2 separate regions of the Mus musculus genome follow, and region 2 is linked to region 1. Evidence: chromatin contacts called from public HiChIP or PLAC-seq data. All regions are on one chromosome and are shown on one strand. Each heading gives the region's core, a stretch centred on a gene start, on an enhancer-like site or on the middle of the called end of the contact. The rest is flanking DNA. Distances are from core to core; before and after follow the strand shown.

Region 1 (7,264 bases), core at 2,278-4,777:
TCTCTCTTAAATGTGATGGCTTACATTGACTTGGGAATCCACCATTAAGAAAGTCTTCACTGGCCAGGCGGTGGTGGTGCACGCTTTTGATACCAGAACTCAGGAGGCAGAAGCAGGTGGATCTCTTGAATTCTAGGCCAGCCTGGTCTACAGAGTGAGTTACAGGAAAGCCAGGGCTACACAGAGAAACCCTGCTTTGGAAAAATGAAAAAGAAAAAAAAAAAACAAAAACAAAAACAAAAACAACAAAGACAAGACAGTCATCACCCTTAATCCTCGAGCACAGCAGTGAGCGAATTAACCCCCTCCTCATGGCTTGGGCTCTGTCCTCAGCAACACAACAACACAACAACGCACTCAATGGACTAAGACAACTCCAACAGCACACACAGGAACGAGGTCAGTAACAAGAGGTAAACCCTATAAACCCCGAGCCATCCAAGGCAGCTCAGCAATCCACTTCCAAAGCTTAACTGCTACACTCAGGATGCAGAGGCAGGCCAACCACGGTGAGTGCCAGTCCAGCCTGATCTACATTGTGAATTCCAAGACAGCCAGGGGTAGAAAGTGAGACTCGGTCTCCAAAAGAATAAGAAAAAAAGAAAAAAGGAAAAAAAAAAAGAGAGAGAGAGAGAAACAGAAAGAAAAAAGAAGAGAAAACAAGAAGAAGCCGATCAGTCACTGATGCGTCTCGTTTGGTTTGACGAACGCTCCAACCTTCTTGACTGACCCGGACACTATGCACGTGGTCTGCTCCCACCTGAACAGTAATTTGGGAGGAGGAGACATATAATCTTCAAGGAAGAAAGTTACAGGGAAGGTCTTTCCAGGCCAGAAGGCCATTTGGTGATCACAGCGTGTGTCCAGTGTGTCAGGGCTGACCTTCCTGGCTATATTGATACCTAAACACCTCAGAAAAACCATAAGACATTACTTAAGATATGGCCCCAGCTGTTCATTAATTTCCCATTTGTGGGAATTAAGAACCAGTGTGTCTTAATTGGGTTTCTATTGCTGTGATAAAAACCATGACTAAAGACAACTTAGTGGGCTGGAGAGATGGCTCGGCGGTTACTGACTGCTCTTCCAGAGGTCCCGAGTTCAATTCCCAGCAACCACATGGTGGCTCACAACAATCTGTAATGGGATCTTGTGCCCTCTTCTGGTGTGTCTGAAGATAGCAAAAATGTACTCAAATCTTTAAAAAAAAATTTTCAAAAGAAAAAAAAAAAAAAGAGACAACTTGGGAGGAAAGAGTTTATCTGGCCTACAAATTACCGTCCATCAAGGGAAAACAGGGCAGGAACTGGTAGCAGAAACTGGAAACAGAAACCAAAGCAAAGACCTGAGAAGGAATGCTGCTTAGTGCTTGCTCCCCTTGGCTTTCTCAGCCCCATTTCTTACAGAACCCAGGACCACTTGCTTAGGAGCACCACCCACTGTGAGCTGGGGGCCCTTCCACAATGAATCACAGACTTGCCTACAGGCCATCTAATGGAGGCAGTTCCTCAGCTGAGGTCCCCTCTTCTGACTTATTTATCATATAAGCATTAGGTAGGTACTGCCTCTAAGCCAAATATATATAGCTTCCAAAATGACTGGAGGCTTTACATGCTAAGAGTTCTCTAGAGTAAGAAATGCAGACTATCTCTAAGCAGGCTACACACAAATCTGCCTTATCTTTCTATCTGAAATGCTTAACATAAAGCTTGATAGAATGAAGTTACCTTTGTTTGGCTTACAGGTTACAGTCCACTGACAAGGAAAGCCAGGGCAGGAACTAATGGCAGACCTTGGAGGAATGCTGTTGGCTTGCTTCCTCTGGGTTGCCTAAGCCACCTTTTTTATACAGCTCAGGCCCACCTGCCTAGAAATGTTCCCACCCACAGGCCCTCCTCCATGCATTACAATTAAGAAAATGCCTCACAGGCATGGCCCCAGACCAACCTAATCTCAGCAGTTCTTGAGTTGAGTCCCCTTTCCAGGTGACCTTAAGTTTGTATCAAGTTGGTATCTAAAGTTAACTGTGACAAAGGTGCTTAATATTTGCACTTTAAACAAAAGAATGGATATTCCATAAATCAATAAACTACAAAAATCAGTACGCTACTACCATATTAAATAAACATAAATGAATGCATTTCAAGGCTATGTCAAATGTAAATAGACAGAAAAAAGTGAAATAAATGACCAGGTAATCACACCTGTAATCCCAGCCCTTAGGAATTCTGAGGCAGGAGGATTGCAGAACCTTCAAGGGCTGCCTTGGGTGTCACAACTGAATTCTAGGTCTGTCTGAGCTACAGACTAAGGCTTTTTAAAACAAACAAGCAAATAAAAGTCCATTTTGAGTCTACAATGTCCTGGCCCTGAAGAACAGATCCAAGGAGCTTAGAAATCATGGCGATTGTCACGTTGTTTGACCAGAGAAAAACAAAGCTAAGTCGCCCAGGTGAGCAGAGTTTGTTAGGGCTCGCCCTGCTTGGGCAGTGAGTTCTGCAGGTCTCTGCACTCAGCTCTAACAGGCAATGGGCTTGAACAGCCTTCCACCTAAAAGGAGCATCTTAGTTGTTGGAGCATGTCCTATTTGTCAGGAACATTGGCTGAATGCACAGGCCACTAAGAGCAAGGACAGAACACACTACAAGGAAATCCATGAATAGCAGTTAAATCTTCATGATCTATGAATTACCATAAAGTGTGAAAGTGCTGAGCTCAGCAGACACATAAGCACTCCCAGCTGCACAAAACAAAGCAATAATGAAACAACCCACCTCCAGATTCATCTTAAGCTTTAAGACAACACACAAGCAAACAAGCTGCCATGCAGGCTGCCAGGACTCAAAAGCTAATGTCAAGACTACAACTGTTTTCCATCCTTATGTACATTTACCTCACACCACAGAATGAAGCTGAGCCTGCAAAACTCATAAAGCCCAACAGCCCACAGAGCTGCACTGAGAGGCGAGAGCTTTGGGACGCCATCACATGATGAAGGAACTGTTGTCCTGACACTGTCAACTGTAAGTGCACTTGTACCCAGCCTTATTGTGGTCCAAAAACTAAAACACCCCAGAAACTATTTATTCAGGGTAGAGGCCGTGGATATAACTTTATTTCTAAAGCAAAGTTATGTTTTGTTTGAGATTTTTTTTTTCTAAAAGACTAAAAGGATATTAAGATTTCCCCCTCACCAATCCCAACCCTGTTTCTAAAGAATTAATCAGAACTGTTATTCTTTAAAGACCAAAAGTGAGCTGGGCGTGGTGGCGCACGCCTTTAATCCCAGCATTCAGGAGAAGGATTTCTGAGTTCAAGGCCAGCTCGGTCTACAAAGTCAGTTCCCAGACAGCCAGGGATAACCTGTCTCAAAAAAACAAATAAACAAAAACAAAAAAAAGACCAAAAGTGATGGGCAGGACTGGTGGAGCACTCCTTCAATCCCAGAAGAATGAGGTAGATCTGTCTGAGGTCAGCATAATCTACATAGTGAGTTCCAGGCTAGGCCAGGGCCAGAGTGAGACCATGACTCAAAAAGTTCTGGGTGGGGTGACAGTGACTCATTACAATACTGGCAGGGTTAGCAGATTACTACCAAACATCAGGAATTTGGTACTTCTCATTCTCCTAGAAGCACTTGACAAATGATCAATACTAAAATGTAGTTGTAAACACTTAGGTGTGGTTAACAAGCCTGTGTTAGTAATCTCTGTGCTTGTAGGGAAATGGTGGGAACATGAGGAGCTCCAGGCTCAGCGAGAGGCACTGAAAGACTGAAGGAGGACCAAAGAAACAACAGGGGCGGTGGGTGCGGGGTGGGGGTAAGGGTGCATACTGCTCTAGTGGATGGAGAGCACACTGCAGCCTCTCACATATATACTCACACAAAAGAACACATTACAAATGAATTACAAAATTCATTTTACATTACAAATTCAGTTGTAATGAAAGTAAATTTTTATAATATAAAATTACAAAAGAATATTTATCTTTAAAAATAAATATAAAAAAACAAACAAACAAATAAATAACCAGATATGATGCCTTTCAGATCTATGAGTTCAAGGCCAACCCGGTCTACAGAGCAAGTTCCAGGATAGCCAGGGCTACACAGAAAAATATTATCTCGATAAAACTAAACAAACAAAGTCATGCAGCTGTGGTCTCACCTGCTCAGGAAGCTAACGGACGAGCAATGCTTAAGCCCAGAAGCTAGGGCAAGCCTGGGCAAAACAACATCTAGCAGCATAGCAAGTAAAATACATAAACAGCCAACTTCACACAACAGTGTCAATCAATACCATGAAATGGAATCAGCCATGCAATGAATCAATGCTGCAGAAAATACACCAGACAGTATGGCACAAGCCTTTAATCACAGCACTCAGGAGGCAGAGGCAGGTAAGTTCAACTTCAACAAGTTGAACTCTGTAAGTTCAAGGCCAGCCAGGGCTACAAAATGAAACCTCATCCCCAAAAAAGAAAAGCAAAATGTTTACCTGTCGGGTGCAGAGGGAGGAGCCTCACTTTGAGCCTCCTTCTCTTGCTGGGCTTCATAGATGCAGCCAAACACAGGCACCGGCTTCTGGAGACTAACATAATACATTAAAGCAATGCATCTTATGAATTTCAAATGGTAAAGTATCTCTGGAGATCACTCTATTTAGACATAGAGTTCCTTGGCATCCCAAATGCCAACCTACATAAACCCCAAAAGCCAACTCTTTGATATGTTTCAAATTAGCACAATAAAAATCTCTCAGTATAGGAACTAAAGAGGTATCTCTGCAGTTGTGAGCACTGGCTGCTCTTCCAAAGGCCCTAGGTTCCATTCCCAGCACCCACGTGACAACTCAGAACCATCTGTAACTCCAGTTCCAGAGTGTGTGACACCCTCTTCTGGCCTCCATGGCACCAGGCACATGTGAGGTACAGGCACACAGATGCAGGCAAAACACACAGTAAAAACCTTCAGTGAGGTCACTGGAGAGACTCTAAAGACGAAAAGGATATAAAGAGAAAAAAATCAGAAATAAATAAGATGAACAATCTAGTCCCTTTAGAAGGTAACTTGGAAGAGGAACAAAAAAGAGGAATTTTGATTTAAAAGCAAACAAAGTTAAATATATGAATTGAATGGGGTTTTAGATTTGGGATCTTGATAACACCAAATACTTGATAGCATTAAGAAATCACTGTTGTCAAAAGTATAGTAACAACTGCTTAATTTAAAATAAGAGTCTTTATCTTTTAGGGCTTGAAATAATTACATAAAATGGTATGAAATAGAATCTCCTTCAAAATAACCCACTAGTGGAAGGGGGGGAACTCCAAGATTTTATAATCAAAGAGGACTGGCCACTTACAATACGGTTGTCCATATTACACTACTCTCTACTGTTGTCTTCCCACAGTAAAATGACTAAAAAACTAAGATGGCATCAAGTGCTCTGAACAGAGTCCAGGGGTCTTTCATGGACACGCAATACTTTACCTAAATGCAGAGAGTGCAGCAACCATTTACAATACAAATCTCATTTGAAATGTCTTATTTTACTAATAGTTTGTTTTTAATTTTACCTTTTCAGGTATACAGGTATTTTGCCTGTATGTATGTCTCTGTACCACACAAATGCCTGAAACTCAAAGAGGCCAGATGAAGGCATCAGACCGCTGGGACGGGAATTACAGATAGCTGTGAGCTGCATGCCATGTGGGTTCTGGGAACTGAACCCAGATCCTCTGAAGAACATCCAGTGCTCTTAGCCACCGAGCCAAGTCTCCATCCTCTTTCAATAACTTCTTTTTTGTTTGTTTGTTTGTTTTGTTTTTCGAGACAGGGTTTCTCTGTATAGCCCTGGCTGTCCTGGAACTCACTTTGTAGACCAGGCTGGCCTCAAACTCAGAAATCCGCCTGCCTCTGCCTCCTGAGTGCTGGGATTAAAGGCGTGAGCCACCACGCCCGGCTCAATAACTTCTTAATATGAACCCAAAGGTCAAAAAAATTAACAGAAGTCTTAAGCATAGATTTTTAAATTTAAAAAGAACTGCTTCGTGGCAATACCAATGACTTCCACCTTTTCCCATAACCCGCCATCCTTTACTTTTTCCTCATCGTCCCTCCCTATATTCTCCCCAACAGTTCAGAAGGCACAAAGAGGGTCATTTATAGTCAGTAGGCACTTTATGTTTTTTAAAAAATTTAAAATTCTCTTCAAATTTTTAAAGATTTGGCAATAATAAGCTTGAATCCTTTCTTTTTAAAGCATCACTTATTTGTCATAGTAGGGGCTGAACGACAGTCCTCACTTAGGCAAGCATGACAACTGGGCTCGAGCCCAGCTAGCTCACTAAAAATTGACAGCCACTGGCAGAGACAAAGAACTGTGAATGGAGCACAGGTGTGGCTGCCATCTTCAGCCCTGCGCACTCTCACATCCAATTGGCTTTACTCACAGTGCCTGCCTGTGCTGGCCTTAGAGCCATCACCTGTATGTCACCAACTGGCTTGGGTTTTCCCACTGGGATGACTCACACCAGAAACCAAGAAGCCTATTCTCCCAACCGCCAGATGGCAGAGCCTCAGCACCAAAACCTCATATCCCAGCATACTTCACTCAAGGCTTTGCAGCATTCCTGACAAAGCAAAAACAACTCAGCATAGCAGTTGGCAAGAAATTTGGCAAGAAAAGGCAGAATGTCCTGAGGCTGCAGCTGAGCACAGAGCCCAGGACAGTGTATCTAGAACCATCTCCTTTGGCCCTTTGTTTCCCCCACCTTGGTCATCAACAGAAAAAGAAAAGGCTTGAATGGTGGGAAAACAAGTACTTAGATTCTAACAGTAAGAACTTGAATGGCAGGAAAACTAGTAGGTATTCTAACAGTAAGAATAACAAACGTTTGTTATATTTAAAATTACCGAGGAAGCCTGTAATTCAAAACACTGCAGAATTCTTTATGCTGGGCTTTGAGTGTTTTAGTGTGTTCCTCTCTTTATGCAGCACCTTTGCATTAAACTTCTCTAAATAACAACAAGCCCTGGTTACCTGGCAACAGGCTCTGCAATGGCAGTAGATCCATTTTTTCTCTCAGCAGTTGTAGGCTCTGAACAAAAACAAAAGCAGTGAGAGAAAGGAAAGAAAAGCAGACATCAGTCACCCCAAGTCTAATGCCTCTGCCTGCTTGCCACACCAGCAACAACAGAAATACAAACAAGGAAACAAGAAGAGCTAAAGGCCAACAGAATAGACATGCACAGCAGCAC
Region 2 (7,264 bases), core at 2,230-4,729, 140 kb after region 1:
TCGCTCTCCCTACGCTGACATTGAGGCCTCCCGGCTGCGCCACTCCGAAGCTGTCCCCACCCGGGACTACCCACGGCCCCGAGCGCAGGCCGAGCCCCTCGCCGAGCCCACCCTTCCCGATACCGCCCCCAGCCCCAGCCACTCCCCCACCGCCCCCGGCCCGCACTCACCCGCCTCCCTCCGCTCGCGCAGCCGAACCTGCCGGCAGCGACACCTGACAGCGGCCCAATCAAAGCGCGACTTCTTTGCGGTCCCGCCAATCCGCAGAGGGCGCGCACCGGCAACAGTCAGGCTGCGTTGGCCGGAGCCTCAGAATGGAGGAGGGTGGCTCCTAGTGGCCGCACGGGGGAATGCAACCTGATGCTGCTCTGCCTCTTGATTTCCTACTGCGTTGCCTGCCAGTCCACAACCTTGGTCTCTAGAAAGACTAACCAGCGAGACCAATGGAATGGAGACACGGGGAGAAGAGGCAAAGTTTGTGACGTTGCACCTCCTCCAGGCGGGGGGGGAAACCGAGTCTTTTTTTCCTGTAAAGCAAAACAAAGTGTGATTAAAGATAGACATAAGCTGAAAATATAGACATAGCTGAGAATCGCTAGGGATGCTGGAGACAAACGCATAAACAAACAGAGAAGCAGATAGAAGTTAAGGGGAGGAATAAAGAAACTAATTTGTAAAAGATACAAGAAAACGGTGGGCAAGGAAAACTGAGAAAACTGGATTCTGTCTCCACATCCTGCTTCTTCTCTGTTCTCTAGCCTTGGAATCTGAAACGCTGGGTTTGAATCCTCCTCTTATCTTTAAAACCTCGTAGCCTTGGGAAAGTCACTTGACTTCCCAGAGGCTCCACTCTGCTTATTTGTAAGGGTGGAACTAAATACTTAATATACATACACAGTGCTGCTGCTTGTGACAAAGTGCTTGAGAAAATTTAAGGGGAAAGAGATTTATTTTGGTCCAGGGTTTCAGGAGTTTTGCTCCTTAGCTCCATTGCTTGGGCCACGAGGAGAGGCAGAACATAAATGGTGGCTGGGTAAAAGCCACTTGCTTGTTGGCTGACAGCAAGCAAAGAGGGAGGAATGGGCAAAGGGCAGATGTATTGTCCAAGGCATGCTCAAAGGGACCCACTTTCTCCAACTAAGCCTCACATCCTCCCTTTCAGCATGTCCCAATAATCTTATCACATTATGAATTCATCAAGGGATAAATCCATTAATTAGAGTAGAGCCCTTTTGAGCTTTTTGCAATAGCTGGTAATTAACCAAACCCCAATACATGAGCCAGTAAAGAACATTTCTTATCGAAAAAGAATTGATGATACTGATGATATGAAAGCATTATTTACGCATATGTTACTGTTGACCTTGAATCTTCATTTAGGAGTTTGAGTGCCCCCATTTGTTCTCTATAATTTTGGGAACCTAGGAATTGTCCTAGTTAGATGCCTCATCTTACTGAAACCTCTGCCCCAGGCTTCCTGAATTGATAGAGATAGATTCTAAGAGCAGAATCTACAAAGAATCAGTGATAGTTAGGGCTCAGACTCATTCCTCTTCTACCACTCCAACCCTGGGAGCGAGTAATTACCGCAGCTCCCAGCTGTAAACAGCCTCCAGCGACCCCACTGGCATACTGAGCCTCACAAAGAATTTAAAAAGTGCACAAATCGATGAGCCCTCTTGGAAGAGCTATTGTTTCCCATAGGAAGGCATTTTCCAAATTTGAATGACTTCTCTGTACCCTGGCTGCCTTTACTTCTTCTGTTAGCCTCTCTTCCCACACCCCACCTCCTGAACACCTTCTCAGCCAAATAATAGCCCAATTGCTCTCGAAGACTATCTCCTCCTTTTATCTGGGTAAATATACACCATCCCAAGTAATTATATTCACTTACTCATACCTACTCCTTAACCTGGATAATGAACACCCACAGCACAGGTAACATTTTTTTTCCCTCTCCAAAAATAAGGAAGTTCCACCAGTAGATCTCTATTCTTGGAAAATGTGTTATTTTACCAAGAGAAGAGGCTTAAGTAATGGAGCCAAAAGTGAAATGGATTCTTTCTAAGGATACTCACCAATGAGAAAGGTCAGAAAGGAGACATATGGGGTGGGGACTTGAGGGAAATAAAGGAATGTATATTAGTTGGGCCAGTGGGGATTATGAAGGGTAATTCTTTTTCCCAAGTACTTTCTTACAACTTCCAAATATCTTACTGTCTTCTGGAACATCAGGAAGCTGAAGGTAGACATATTAATGGCAATATGTCTGCTTTGCTTTGGCTGGCCCTCCGCACCCAAACCTCAGGTCTCTATCTCAGCTTCAGCTTTCATTCCCCTTCCTGCACTAATAAAAGTCAAGTTGCTCCTAGCCCAGCACGTAGCTGTGGAAACAAACCCTCTTGAGTCTGAGTATGCACTTCGCAAAAGAGAGAGCGGACCAGGAAGAAGACAGAGACTCCCTGATGACCTTATGCCCTTGGATACTACCAGCCTTCACACTCCAGATTAAACTGCCTTAGCAAGCCAAGAGAGGAAGCACGAGTGGTTCGGGAGACCTGTGCCTGCCTGTTCCATTCCACACCCAGTCATCTCACCACACCCTCCTCCTCTCTTTATATTCCCCCTCCAGTCCAGGAACTGCCAGCTGCAGAGAAGAAGGAAGAGAAGGAAGAAGAAACTCACCATTCCCTGCCCAACCCCAGCCCCACACCCAGAGCAATCAACAGGTAGGCTTTCAGACACTACTCAGGAAGAGTCCTTCGAACAGCAAACAGATTTAAGCCTGGAAAAGAAGAAGAGAAATAAAAGATCAAAGGTGAAGCAGGGGTTAGAGTAGAGGAAAAAAAGAAAAAAAAAGCAGGTCCCCAATGAGAGGCAGGAAATAGCCAAGCTGAAGACTTGGAGGCAGTGAGTTTGGGAGACAGAATAGACAGGATAAGAGCCAATAGCTTTCTGATTCTTAAGGGATCCTTTCTCAATCTTATTAGGAAAGCATAGGTGTAGCTGGGAGTTCCCTGGTGCTCTTCCTGGTTCTTAGGGGAAGGTGACCTTGAGGCTGTGCTGTCTTTCCCCTGAGCTCGCTCAGTCTTCCTCCTCTATCTGTTTATTCTGTGGTTTTCCTGCGGCTGACTCTCCTGGGGAAAATGGAGAGATGGCGTGCAGATCGAATTCAGAAAAGAGGCTGGGCAATGTCAACCTCCCCACCCCCACCCCTAAAACCCAGAAAATAGACGGATTGGGTTTCAGATTTAAACAGAGAGGGTATGAAAGAAGGGGGGTTTCAGGTTCGGGAATCCCTGTGGTGCTGTCCTCTACTTAGTGCTGAAATCTGACCACCCTCATCCTTGGTGGGCGTCTGTCTCCAGCCTCAGGGAGTAAATCTCCGGTCTTCTTAATTACCTGGCTAGTGCTACCCAACCCCACCCCCGCACACCTAGCGCGGTGGCAGGCGGGAAGGCGGAGCCTGAGTGAGCCCCACCCCTGGAGACTGCGGCTGGGGCCTCCCTCTGCTCTGGCTGGCTCCTTGCTTCGCTGCGCTTCTCCTGCAGCCTGGTAGGCACCGGCTGCCACTTCAGCTTCAGCCTTCATCGTGACCCCTATTTTGGCTCCAGTCTCCGACCCAGCTCCGTCCTCTCTCTACCCGGTTGCATCTTCCCTCCTAGTTCCTGACTTGCGCCAGATCCTGCTCTGAATCTTTGTAGCCGCATCCCCAAGCCATGGCTGGTCCCTTCTCCCGTCTGCTGTCTGCCCGCCCTGGACTCAGGCTCCTGGCTTTGGCTGGAGCTGGGTCTCTCACCGCCGGGATTCTGCTCCGCCCGGAATCTGTAGGAGCTGCCGCTGCTGAACGGAGGAGACTGTATCCCCCGAGGTATTAGAGCCTGAGATGCACGAGGTGGGGGCTGGGGGTGGTAGTGGTGGTGATGGGAACCGAACAGGTAGAGAGGATAACCTGAGCAAAAGATAGGCCTCGAAGATGGATTTCCTGTACAGTTTGGAGATCCTAGCCCTGTAATGGAAGAACATGTCTAAGGACATGTCACCCGATGTCACTGCCTCCACACCAGCTTTACCTTTGCAAATTCTAGGTTCACCCACTGCCCAAATCCTTTTTGGATGACTAGAAGCTTTTTTTTTTTTTTTTAATCTCGACCTATTCTCCTTGTTCTCCCGAATTCTCCTGAGTCTCTCCCCTCCCCCATCTCTAATGTTATGCTCACTAGAGAAAAGCAACTCTGTAGACAAGGGGGAATTGAGGTGTTAGAACTATTAGGAAAGAAAAGACCCTGGAAATCCCTGAAGAGATTATCAAGATTTAGCCTACCTCTAATTCCCCCTCCTTCCAATAAGCAAAGCCAGACATGGCTCACTGGACAGCTCCCAGCTGACATCAGTAGGTCTAGGCTCCTGTGCCCTCCCTCCATGGTTACTGGGTACCCCCTTCCCAGCGCTGAGTACCCAGACCTCCGAAAGCACAACAACTGCATGGCCAGTCACCTGACCCCAGCAGTCTATGCACGGCTCTGCGACAAGACCACACCCACTGGTTGGACACTAGATCAGTGCATCCAGACTGGAGTGGACAACCCTGGCCACCCCTTCATCAAGACTGTGGGCATGGTGGCTGGAGATGAGGAGACCTATGAGGTAGGGGGCCCCTCAGAAATCCCAGTTCCTTCCTCCTAAAGATCCCTCATGTCTGTTCCCTCAAGACTCTGGATTGTCTATACTCAAACGTTCTGATCCAGTGATATCAATCTACAACTCAAGTGTTTCTTCTTTATAATCGCCTCTTCCTCTTAACTCCTTTTCAGGTATTTGCTGAACTGTTTGACCCTGTGATCCAAGAGCGGCATAATGGATATGACCCCAGAACAATGAAGCACACCACTGACCTTGATGCCAGTAAAGTGAGCCAAATGTGACACTTCCGATATGTGCAGCCTTGTGCACAATGTTCTGTATCTCCAATCATTACACCTTGTTTCCTGACTCAGGGTTAGACTGCTGAGCTTTGTATATTGATAAGAGAAAGAATTGCATATCTTGAAGTATAGCAGATAGGAGGACGTAGTGGATAAGAGTCTGGATAATGGAGTTGAGGAGAATCTGATCAAAGTACAAAATGGTGAAAGAATTTTTAAGAAGTGACTATGTCCTGGCTGGGTGTGGTGGCTCACACCTGTAATCTCAGCTCTCAGACGGCTCAGAAGAGCCCTCCTCCCTCCACCAAAAAAAAAAAAAAAAAAAAAAAAAAAAAAAAAAAAAGGCTGTACCCAAAGTGAGAAATGTGGAGAAATGACCACAGTGTTTTCAGTTAGCATGCCTGTCCAATGTGTCTTCCTTCTGGCACCTGCTTTATAATCCCCAAGAGTTCCCACCTGCTGTGTTTCTATGATTTATAGTCATTTCTCTTATTCCTCAGATCCGTTCTGGCTACTTTGATGAGAGGTATGTATTGTCTTCAAGAGTCAGAACTGGCCGAAGTATCAGGGGACTCAGTCTCCCTCCAGCCTGCACTCGGGCAGAGCGAAGAGAGGTAGAACGTGTTGTGGTGGATGCTCTGAGTGGCCTGAAGGGTGACCTGGCTGGACGGTACTATAGGCTCAGTGAGATGACGGAGGCCGAACAGCAGCAGCTTATTGATGTGAGGGCCCTTGACAGGGAACGGGATTGTGGAAAAAGAGGTGGAGGGGAGAGTGGACCAGAAAAGGTAGATGGCCTGGATGGTACTGTGAGAATTCTTAGACCCAATCCCTTTATTCTCCTCAGGACCATTTTCTGTTTGATAAACCTGTGTCCCCATTGCTGACTGCAGCAGGAATGGCTCGAGACTGGCCTGATGCTCGAGGGATCTGGTATGGAGCCAACACACTTTTTTGGTTTTTTTTTCCCCCTTGTATGTGCAAAGTTTTTTCTCCATCTACCCCAGTGCTTGTCTTGCCCACTGATGGCTATACCTATCCTGCCCTCAGGCACAACAATGAGAAGAGTTTCTTGATCTGGGTGAATGAGGAGGACCACACACGGGTCATCTCTATGGAGAAAGGCGGCAACATGAAGAGAGTGTTTGAAAGATTCTGCCGGGGCCTCAAAGAGGTTGGAGAAGGGTATACCAGGGAGCTAGGGGAGAGGAAATGAGAAATACCACACAGCAGCATAGCTAGATCGGCTATATCACTTGTCAGTCAACGCAGAGTATTTCTGATAGTAGAAAGGGTCATTATCATGCTAGGATAATAGTTACAAACCAGGGCCATCCTTGGAAAACCAGGGCATATAGTTACTCTAAAAATAGAAAGAGTGTCAGTAACCTAAGGAAGGAAATAAAGCATAATCTTTGCCAAGTAATGAAAAGAAGGAACCAATGATCAGCAAGCCAGTGCCGGGGTAGGTGGTATGAGGTAGTATGTGCAGTTAAGGAGAACGTTTGAGCCTGGACTGATGGAAGGCATGAGAGATTGGTTTGTTCATGATACATCACCAAGTTCTGAGCCAAGGCTCACCTTGGCTCTGGAGATCTAGCATTGCATCTAGGCTCTAAGCAGAAAGTGCTAGAGAGACTAGGGAAGGTGGAGGCTGAACTGGCTTAAGCTCTAGAATGTGCGTTTCTGGATGAGAGGTGACTGGGCAGGCTTGCATGGGCAGGGTTTCTACATTTATTCTATGTTAGAAACTGCCATAGATCTGATCCTTGATGTATTTTCTTGTATCTACAGTTTTATTTTTGGACTTGTAAAGAAAGGGTGCTTCTCTTTTAGATTCTAGCCAGGAAGCTCACACTATTTTCGGCAAGGAATGGATAATGTTCTATGAGTGCATAGAGAAATACTCTTTAATTATATGACTCTGTTTATTTGTCTATAAAGTTGAGGACTAAATGAAATAATGTAGGCAGAGGAATTGTTCTATAATAAGTGTTAGCTTTAGCATGTAAAAATCTCCATGCTTGTGATTCCTTCTGAGTTACAGAGCATCATCTTTAGGTAGTGTGGTCTTTGTGTCTATTGCTCTGGCAGGCCCCTGTCTCTTCCATCCTAATAGTCATTATGGTGGTCAGGAAAGCAAGAACATCTCTTGAAGTCCCCCTCTTCTCACATGTACCTGTGAATCTGGCTTCTCTGCTGTACCTTCTCATGTCTCCCTGCTCTATTATCCATGTTCCTTTTATAGCTAAGAGTAGGCTCTCCTGCCTTAGCACCTCGTTTCTGTCCAAAGGGACCCTTTGTCAAAGATGTAATTGATGCATGAGAACTCCCTGTCC

What was found. HiChIP or PLAC-seq counts read pairs in DNA pulled down with a chosen protein or histone mark.
Region 2: a contact with region 1 is called in an H3K4me3 HiChIP or PLAC-seq map of embryonic stem cells, with 28 read pairs. The contact joins the promoter of Ckmt1 here to the enhancer-like site in region 1. A contact is called at or near these places in 9 of 39 promoter capture datasets (the HPC-7 cell line, cancer-associated fibroblasts, cranial neural crest and 5 more), 23 of 484 Hi-C or Micro-C datasets (the C2C12 cell line, the MC3T3-E1 cell line, MC3T3-E1-derived osteoblasts and 12 more), 8 of 115 datasets of contacts at active chromatin or transcription factors (bone marrow-derived macrophages, embryonic stem cells and stem cell-derived neural progenitor cells) and 5 of 9 other capture datasets (adipose tissue, embryonic stem cells, liver and 2 more).

Annotation. Positions count from the first base shown.
Region 1 is chr2:121,216,659-121,223,922 of GRCm38.p6, forward strand. It overlaps Trp53bp1 (transformation related protein 53 binding protein 1), which reads right to left. Exons shown (of 28, transcript NM_013735.4): 15 at 7,047-7,104; 16 at 4,500-4,592. Among named protein-coding and RNA genes, the nearest start is that of Tubgcp4, 49 kb to the left of the region's middle. Within about 2 kb of position 3,528, at least 19 of the 459 cell types and tissues checked have an H3K27ac peak or open chromatin away from gene starts, as enhancers often do. A contact at or near this core is called in embryonic stem cells, where this site is marked.
Region 2 is chr2:121,355,131-121,362,394 of GRCm38.p6, forward strand. Ckmt1 (creatine kinase, mitochondrial 1, ubiquitous) reads left to right here and starts at 3,480. Exons shown (of 9, transcript NM_009897.3): 1 at 3,480-3,871; 2 at 4,449-4,647; 3 at 4,815-4,910; 4 at 5,426-5,647; 5 at 5,773-5,858; 6 at 5,976-6,099. The coding sequence starts at 3,720. It overlaps Gm33947 (a long non-coding RNA gene), which reads right to left and starts at 3,689. Exons shown (of 2, transcript XR_374934.4): 1 at 3,052-3,689; 2 at 2,685-2,785. It also overlaps a transcript of Ppip5k1 not described here.